Regions from separate parts of the Mus musculus genome. Here region 1 is linked to region 2. Evidence: chromatin contacts called from public Hi-C data. All regions are on one chromosome and are shown on one strand. The core of a region is the stretch at or near the end of the contact, and the rest is flanking DNA. Distances in the headings are between cores, read along the strand shown. Region 1 overlaps Kcnma1 (potassium large conductance calcium-activated channel, subfamily M, alpha member 1). Region 2 overlaps Kcnma1 (potassium large conductance calcium-activated channel, subfamily M, alpha member 1).

Region 1 (3,396 bases), core at 722-3,221, 340 kb before region 2:
CTCCCACACTGTGCTGTAAGGAGATGCAATAAACCCATCGGTTCCCCAGAATGTACTCTGATGGAATCTTACCTTCCTTTATCGTGGGGACTCAGGGAGGAAGGGGACGTTTACATCTCCACAACAGAAGGGATTTTAGCCACAGGCACTTGACCCAAGTGATGTCTGAGAACTGTGTGGAGGAGGGGCTCTGTAGATTTCCACACAAGCTTCTCTGAGGGGATCTTAGGAGGCCTATGGGAGCCTGAAGTTTGGTATGGGCCCCTCAGAGCTTCAATGTTGGTTAATTTTCATGTATCGATTCAAGATTGTAATAATGTAGTGAGTTTTACCTTGCTGATACAAGAAAACCCTCAAGGCTCCAGAATACAACCAGGATTCCTGGCTTTGCTCAAGCCACTACTTCATTGGCAAATGCCACTTGGGCACAGGGGGTCTAACTTGAGCCTCTGTACAGTCTTCCTTTCACCTGTTTAATCTCCAAAGTGTTACACCATGACGTTTTTACACTGTTTTGATATATCCCTTCTAACTTCAGCAAAGGATTCTGTACTCCTTTGTGTTGAGTCACCTGGAAAGAAGGACCCTAACTTGAGGAATCACCTCCATCAGATTGGTTTGAAGGCTTGTCTGTGTGTTGTTTTTCTTGATTAATGATTGATGGGGGAAGGGCCCAGTCCATTGTCAGTGGTACCTCTGGGAAAAATGGTCCTGAGCAAACCATGGAGAGCAAGCCAGGAAGCAGTGTTCATCCATGGCCTCTGCTTCAGTTCCGGCCTCCAGGTTCCTGCGTGAGTCCCTACCCTGATGATGTCTTCCCTCAGTGATGGAGTAGGAAGTGAAAAGTTAAGTCATATTTTACTTATCATAGAAATGGAAAACACAGTAGGACCGACTCTGATTGAAGCTATTGGGAGCTTTGTTGTTGTTTTTGTTAATCAAATAAGCAAAACAGAGGTACAACTTTTTTGAAAAATCCAATTCAGAAGGAAGCTTGGGGAAAAAATACATAATAGTGGTTTGCCACTTTAGTAAATATTTTTCTTCCTTCTGGAAGGAAGCTTGGTTCTTTCTTGAACCTGATTTTAAGGTCACTTCTCTAATACCTGTGCTGCTGGCCCCTCTCATCCCCACTTTGTAGGTTCTTTTTCTTTAATACCCCCTTTGTAGAATAGCCAGAAGTGATCTTTGATCTCTTGAGTTTTATTTGGGCTCAAATTAAGTCCCAAGACACCCTACAGGGATTTGTGACTTTGTCATGTGGTTATCATGGCTTGGGAGGGCAGGTCCTGCTAACTCCTTCCAGAAGCAGATCAGCTGTGTGCCACTATTTCTCTGGCTCCCCCAACCCCTGACACCAGGCCCCTCACTGCTCCAGGAAAACCACCCTCCTGCAGTCTTGATTGGATAGGAGGAGTCTCTGTTTAATACATTTTCTTATAGCAGCTACCTGTATGCGTGCGTGCGTGTGGAGGGAAGCCACAGTTTGCAAACCAGAGGGGGACTAGGCAGTTCTCCCTAGGGAATGCTTTTCCTTTGAACAGAGCTTGTGATCACATGATCTTGGAAGCTGGAGGCATCAGTGACATTTCAGTACAGCCCCTTAGTTCCTCTACCCTCCTTGTTTAATGTTTTCTACTTTCTCTAGGACGTTTAGGCCCCGCTTTGTCCACAGAGTTGTGATCTCATGGTTTCTCTGTGTGTAGAGTCTCTGAACAAAATGACCTTCTAAGCACCCACAGCCTTGGGAAGGTAGTCTCTCCAGCCAGAGACCGGGGGTCCTTGAACTTTTTCCTTTCCAAACTGCTCACAGGATTTCTGTGTCATCTTGTTTACCTTACTGGAGATGAGCTATTTCATTCTTGTCTGGAACCCTTTTCGGGGAATCATAGTTGTTTCTGCGCTGTACCCCATGGTATCACCAGGCTTTCAGAGGGTGAAAAATAGCAGACTTGTCATGGTTATGGAAAATCTGGCCTGGCTTGGCCCCAAGGAATTTGTTAGGTCTGCTTTGAAGAGCAACCCTGTGGGCTCCTCCCTTCAGCGTCCACTCGCAGTGACCTTGGTTGGTGGTTCCCTGTCTCCTACTGGAACAACAACAGAGACATTGATCCCTACTTGAACCCTTTCATTTGGAATGTTCAGAGTGAAATACGAGATCCGTATTATTTAAACTAGATCTACCACAGCTTCTGTGCCTGGGCTCTACCACTCTAGGCAACGCAGGAAGGGAGGGTGACTCTTGTGGGAAGGGCCTCTTGTGCTTTTGGTCACTTTGAGTTTGGCTCCTGGCAGTACAGCTGTTTTCTGGGAATGTCTTGCTGCTGATGTTGATCTGTTGGGTTGGGGACACTGGGACTCAGTTCCTGATGGGGTATGACTTAGAAACAGCCCTGAGACAGTCTGCTTTCTGGAGGTGGGATGTCCTAGAGACATGACTGGTGGGCCCTTGACTGAATAGTTCAGGGGCTTTCTCTGGGTCAAAGTGTTGTCTGGCCCTGGAACGTGTTCTCTGTGTCCCAACAACTGGATTCTCAGACTTGGTAACCTGGGGACAGTCTAACAGGATACTGTTACGCACTTTGGGCCTGGCATTGGGAAGCACTTCACCCAGGAGTGCCACTGTTGCCATATTCCAGCCCTGCCCTCTGCTCTCCTAGATGCTACTCTTCTTAGTGTGGCAGGAGAGGATGCTTACCTGGGCTGAAGGGCCATTAGCTCATGAAGCCAACATGGGATCATTTAAAATATGAATGCAACACCTTTTCAAAAATGCATATTAAAAATAGGTTTTACAAAGGGTCAAAAGATAAAAAAAGTTTATAATTTAGCTTAATGAAAGATGTATCGAAGATTACTGTGACTTATTTATCTCTGCTATGCCAGTGTCTGTACTATTTGTGATGAAGCAATATTATCACTGCTTCCTGTCTTCCCTTACTGGGAGTGACATCATGGGCTGCCCCAGGAACCCAGGGCACAGTGGTTCCCCAGTCATCTGTGACAAGAGAAAACCATGATGAAAACCACCGCAAGGCAGGGAGGACAAAACTCTGTGTTCTTAGAAGGGTACATGATTGAAATTCACAGAACAAAGTGAGGGTGATGAGCAGGATGTGTGTCTGCAAGCTACTCACCACAGCTGCTGCCCAGATGAGACCAGGTGTGGGCTCCATATTACCCTCTTTAGTGCCCCCACACTATGTGAGGCATATTGTTTCTGTTTCCAGGAGAGGAAACAGACCCAGAAAAGGACACAGAAATCACAGAGCTGAAAATGGAGGAATTATGGTCCTAACTCAGGAGTGACCACGTCCCCAGACCTCATGGTTTTTACCCACAGCAGTGTGCTGCCTTTTCCAGAAGCAGAAGCCAAACTTGGTCCAGGCTCCTGCT
Region 2 (3,879 bases), core at 176-2,675:
TCTTGGATGCCTTGTGTAATTGTACCCTCGTGTGTGCATATCCTCAGTTAGATGCCACCTAGCCCCAGATTTCTCATTCAAACCATACTTACTTATTGCTGAGGGGAAAGTTTTGCTTCTTGGCTCTGAGATGTGCTTGCTGAGAATGGTCAGTATGTCCAGATCATGAGAGCCACATGCAAATCTCCGTCCTGAGTAGGTCCATGGGCTGGCGCATCCCAGCCTTCTCAGCTGAGCTGACGATTGGCTTTGTGACCTTTGTGACTGGGTCTTGTTCTCCACTCAGTCTGTGAAGGACATTGACAGACTGCCGCCTTATAATTCTGAGAAGGGCAGGAACCGAGGGACTTTAGAAATCAATAAATGATGCAGCCTCATGGGAAGCATCAGTGTTGAAACTGAAAACAGAGCAATGGCATGCTGGATTATAAAATTAATAACATTAACAATAACAACAATAATAGTAACAACAACAACCCAACCAAAACAATCAAAAGAACCTGTCCACTCTTGCAGGAGAAAACATTTAATACGATGCTTTTGCTTCTTAGTAACTGCCCTTGGGTGGAGTCCCAAACCTTCCTGCCTATTACGGAAGAGTCATTTTAGTCAAAAACTAGGAGGTCCCTCTGTCTGATTTAATACATAGGTTATCACCCTGGGAAACAAGCATTGTACTCATGAGCCACCACAGAAACTAATGAACGTTCTCAGGAAACAGTCCTACAAAGATGAAAAGGACCATTAGGTGTGAACAGCCTTTCCCTTATCCTGGAAAGTGGAGGTATACTGCCTTCACACTGACTGGGATTTGGGATAAGATAGATACAAGAAATAAGACTACTGAAGTACTGCACAAAGTTTTGAGGGTGGGGGCATGGTACTGCTGGCATCATGGTGATTGAAAACCAGAGTGGTTACCAGGGGCCTGATCTGTATCTCTTACAATGCACCACCCAGACCATGTTGCCATTCTTATTCTTAGCACAGGATTGCATATTATATAATAAAGCATATATATCACTTATATATGTCCGTTTAAGACACTCAGTAATACAGCCAACATAACAATGGTGAGTATTCAAATGCTGCAGCAATGGTCCTACCATTCAATCTGTTACCTAAATCCTCTCAATCTTCAGATCAAACCTATGAGGTAGGAATTGTTAATTACTTCATGTTTCCAGACCAGGCACCTGAAGCTCAGAGAGGTTGACTCTCTTGTCCAAGTTCACACAGCCTGTTTGGACAATTTTCCCCAGTCTGACATGATGTCACTGCACTCTTTTGCTGACCTTGAGCTTCTGACCTTAACCTTGCAAGATTGGGAGCTTTGAGGACCGATTTGGGAAAGGCAGCACCCACTCTGCTGCTTGATGTTGGCATTCCTCCATCCCCACTTACTCATCCCACAACGCTTTGCCTCGGGCCGGAAGGGAGGGGGAGAGCTCTTATTTAAGAGCGCACACTCCTATATCTCTTCTCTCGCACTCCTCCTTTGCCACCTCCAGTTTCTAGAAATGCCACGAGGACCAGAGAAGCATACAGAAGTGGCATGGTGTCTCCCAAGTTTCGGGGCACTTCGTCAGCTTGTAGATCTTGCAGAGGACCAAGGGCTTCCATGTGATCACACTCAGCAGAGAGAAGTAGATCAGAATCCAGCTCTCTGTTCTGTCCCAGTTCAATTAGCTCTTCCTCAGCCACTGGCCCACGGGTCTCTTGATGCAAGATCACACTTACTTGCCTCCAGTCCTGCTTTCTTAGTATTATCCCCTGTAAAAGGATGGTAGCAAGGGCGGCTCCCTCATAGGGTTACAACTGGGCTCTAGTGTGGAAGCTACATACTAAGAACATAGTGAAAACTTTGCTAGCAGGGCAATAGCTATCCCAGCCTCTTTCTCTAACTTTTCCTCCATACTTTAAAGTACCAAAGAATCATATAGAGCAGGATGGGACCCCACAAAAGGCAGCAGGATGGGACGGCATCTATGTCTGCAGACGGCAAAGCTCTGCTTGTTTTAATTCCCATTCTCACACATGGGCTCATCCCTTCACAAAAATCCTCACCCCAACCACTAAAATAAGTGCACCCTGAAATGAGAGGAGGATTTTATTTTGAGCTACGAACAACACGTTTATCTGTCTGTTCTTTTAGAAACTCTACCCCCATGCGCGGTCAGCCATGCCACCTTTGTGCATGTAGATGTTTGTGTAGAAAGTCATCTCCTGTGGTTAGAGGAATGGAATAGGAGAAGCTTACTCACTGACCAGTTGCCTGATGTGCCTTTTATTATCTTAGTGATAGAGTTGAAACCCTGGGCCTTGTCTATGCTGGACAAGTGCTTCCCTCCCGAGTCACAGTTACAGCCCTGCCTAACCAATTTTTATTGAGCAGGTATTATGTGCTTAGCACTGGCTTGTGAGTATCACAGAAACAGCCTCCCTCTTTGTTAGCTGTGCCATGTTTTTAAACAGATTTTACCCATATTCTCTCTCTGACAGAATGAGGAGCGTGACTGGGGCCTCCAATGAATGGAACTTATCCATTCTAGGTCCAACAGTAGACCTTAACACCTTCAACAAATTTCACTAGAAAACAGAACACTCTAGTATGAAATAGAAAAATGAGCTAGTGGCCAGTCATAGAGGAAAACAACAACGAAATTGAGGCTATCTACTTAAAAATATGACTTTGTATCCTTTGTGTGTGTGTGTGTGTGTGTGTGTGTGTGTGTGTGTGTGTGTGTGTGTACATTCTAGAAAACAAGAACAACAGGTTAAAATAGGACACAACATAGTTCCTGTTTGAGACTAAGGTTCAATCTTATTTTGGAAACAAGATAAACAGACATGAAATGGCAGTAGGTAACATTGCCTACTATATAATTAAGTTCAGAATTGCCAAGCACAGCAGAAAGCATGGGGGTGAGGGGTAGTGGTCAGAGGAGTGAGAGTAGCATATGCTTGTGTGTGTATATGTATGTGTGTGTGTGTGTGTGTGTGTGTGTGTGTGTGTGTGTGTGTGTGTGTTATGTATCAGGGATACAGAAAATTCTGTGGAACACTGAGCCCCAGATGAGGTTGGTAGTGGAGGGCAGAGCTTGCCATGGAAAAGGAAGCTCACTCCCTGAGGGGAGAGGACTGCACTTCACAGAATAGTCTGAACCAATGGAAGATAGAAAGTCTTTTTCTTAGGCTCATGTCAGCCTCACCACCATAATAGATGCTTGTAGTTGTTTTCTACTGACATAGAAACCTATCACCACAATGTTGTGCCTCAACACAGCCTCTGTGCCTCATCTCATAATTTTTTAGCCTGGAAGTCCAACTTGGGTCTGGCTAGGGTAAAATAAAAGTATCTTCAAGAGCTGGGAAGATTGCTCCCTTAGTGAAAATGCTTTCCTCATAAGCATGGAGACCTGACTTCAGTCCCTATCACCCACATATAAGTCTGGGTATGGTAGAGTGTGGTTATAATTCCAGCAATGGGGAGGCAAGGTAGATCCCTGGGCCTCAGTGGGCAGCCAGGCTTGCCAGTTTGGCTGGTTTTAAGCCAACGAAAGACTCTATATTAAAAAACATGGCAATAGCAACTGCAGAATGATACCAGAGGTTGTTCTCTGCCGTCCACACATGGTTATACACAAATGCATACATACTCACACATTTACACACACACACACATACACACACACACACACACACTGGGGTGGAGAAGGAGGAAGAGGGAGGAAAAGAGAGCAAGGGAGGGAGGGAGAGAAGGAAAGAAAGAGGGAGAGGGAGGGAGGGAGGGAGGATCTGGCTCTTTTCCTGAGGCTCTGTAACACTCTAGGCAAAGAGCCATGCCTTGCTGCTTCCATGTCTATAACCCTCCTAGTC

The links. A called contact is a pair of places that touch in the nucleus more often than the background predicts.
Region 1: a contact with region 2 is called in a Hi-C map of the 63-12 cell line, with 2.0 times the contacts expected there. The contact joins two enhancer-like sites. A contact is called at or near these places in 1 of 484 Hi-C or Micro-C datasets (the 63-12 cell line) and 1 of 9 other capture datasets (embryonic stem cells).

What each region holds. Positions count from the first base shown.
Region 1 is chr14:23,930,491-23,933,886 of GRCm38.p6, reverse strand. The region is part of intron 1 of Kcnma1 (potassium large conductance calcium-activated channel, subfamily M, alpha member 1); the gene reads left to right. Among named protein-coding and RNA genes, the nearest start is that of Kcnma1, 72 kb to the left of the region's middle. Within about 2 kb of position 1,971, at least 19 of the 459 cell types and tissues checked have an H3K27ac peak or open chromatin away from gene starts, as enhancers often do. A contact at or near this core is called in the 63-12 cell line, where this site is marked.
Region 2 is chr14:23,585,222-23,589,100 of GRCm38.p6, reverse strand. All of the region lies in intron 5 of Kcnma1 (potassium large conductance calcium-activated channel, subfamily M, alpha member 1), which reads left to right. Among named protein-coding and RNA genes, the nearest start is that of Gm51422, 63 kb to the left of the region's middle. Within about 2 kb of position 1,425, at least 11 of the 459 cell types and tissues checked have an H3K27ac peak or open chromatin away from gene starts, as enhancers often do. A contact at or near this core is called in the 63-12 cell line, where this site is marked.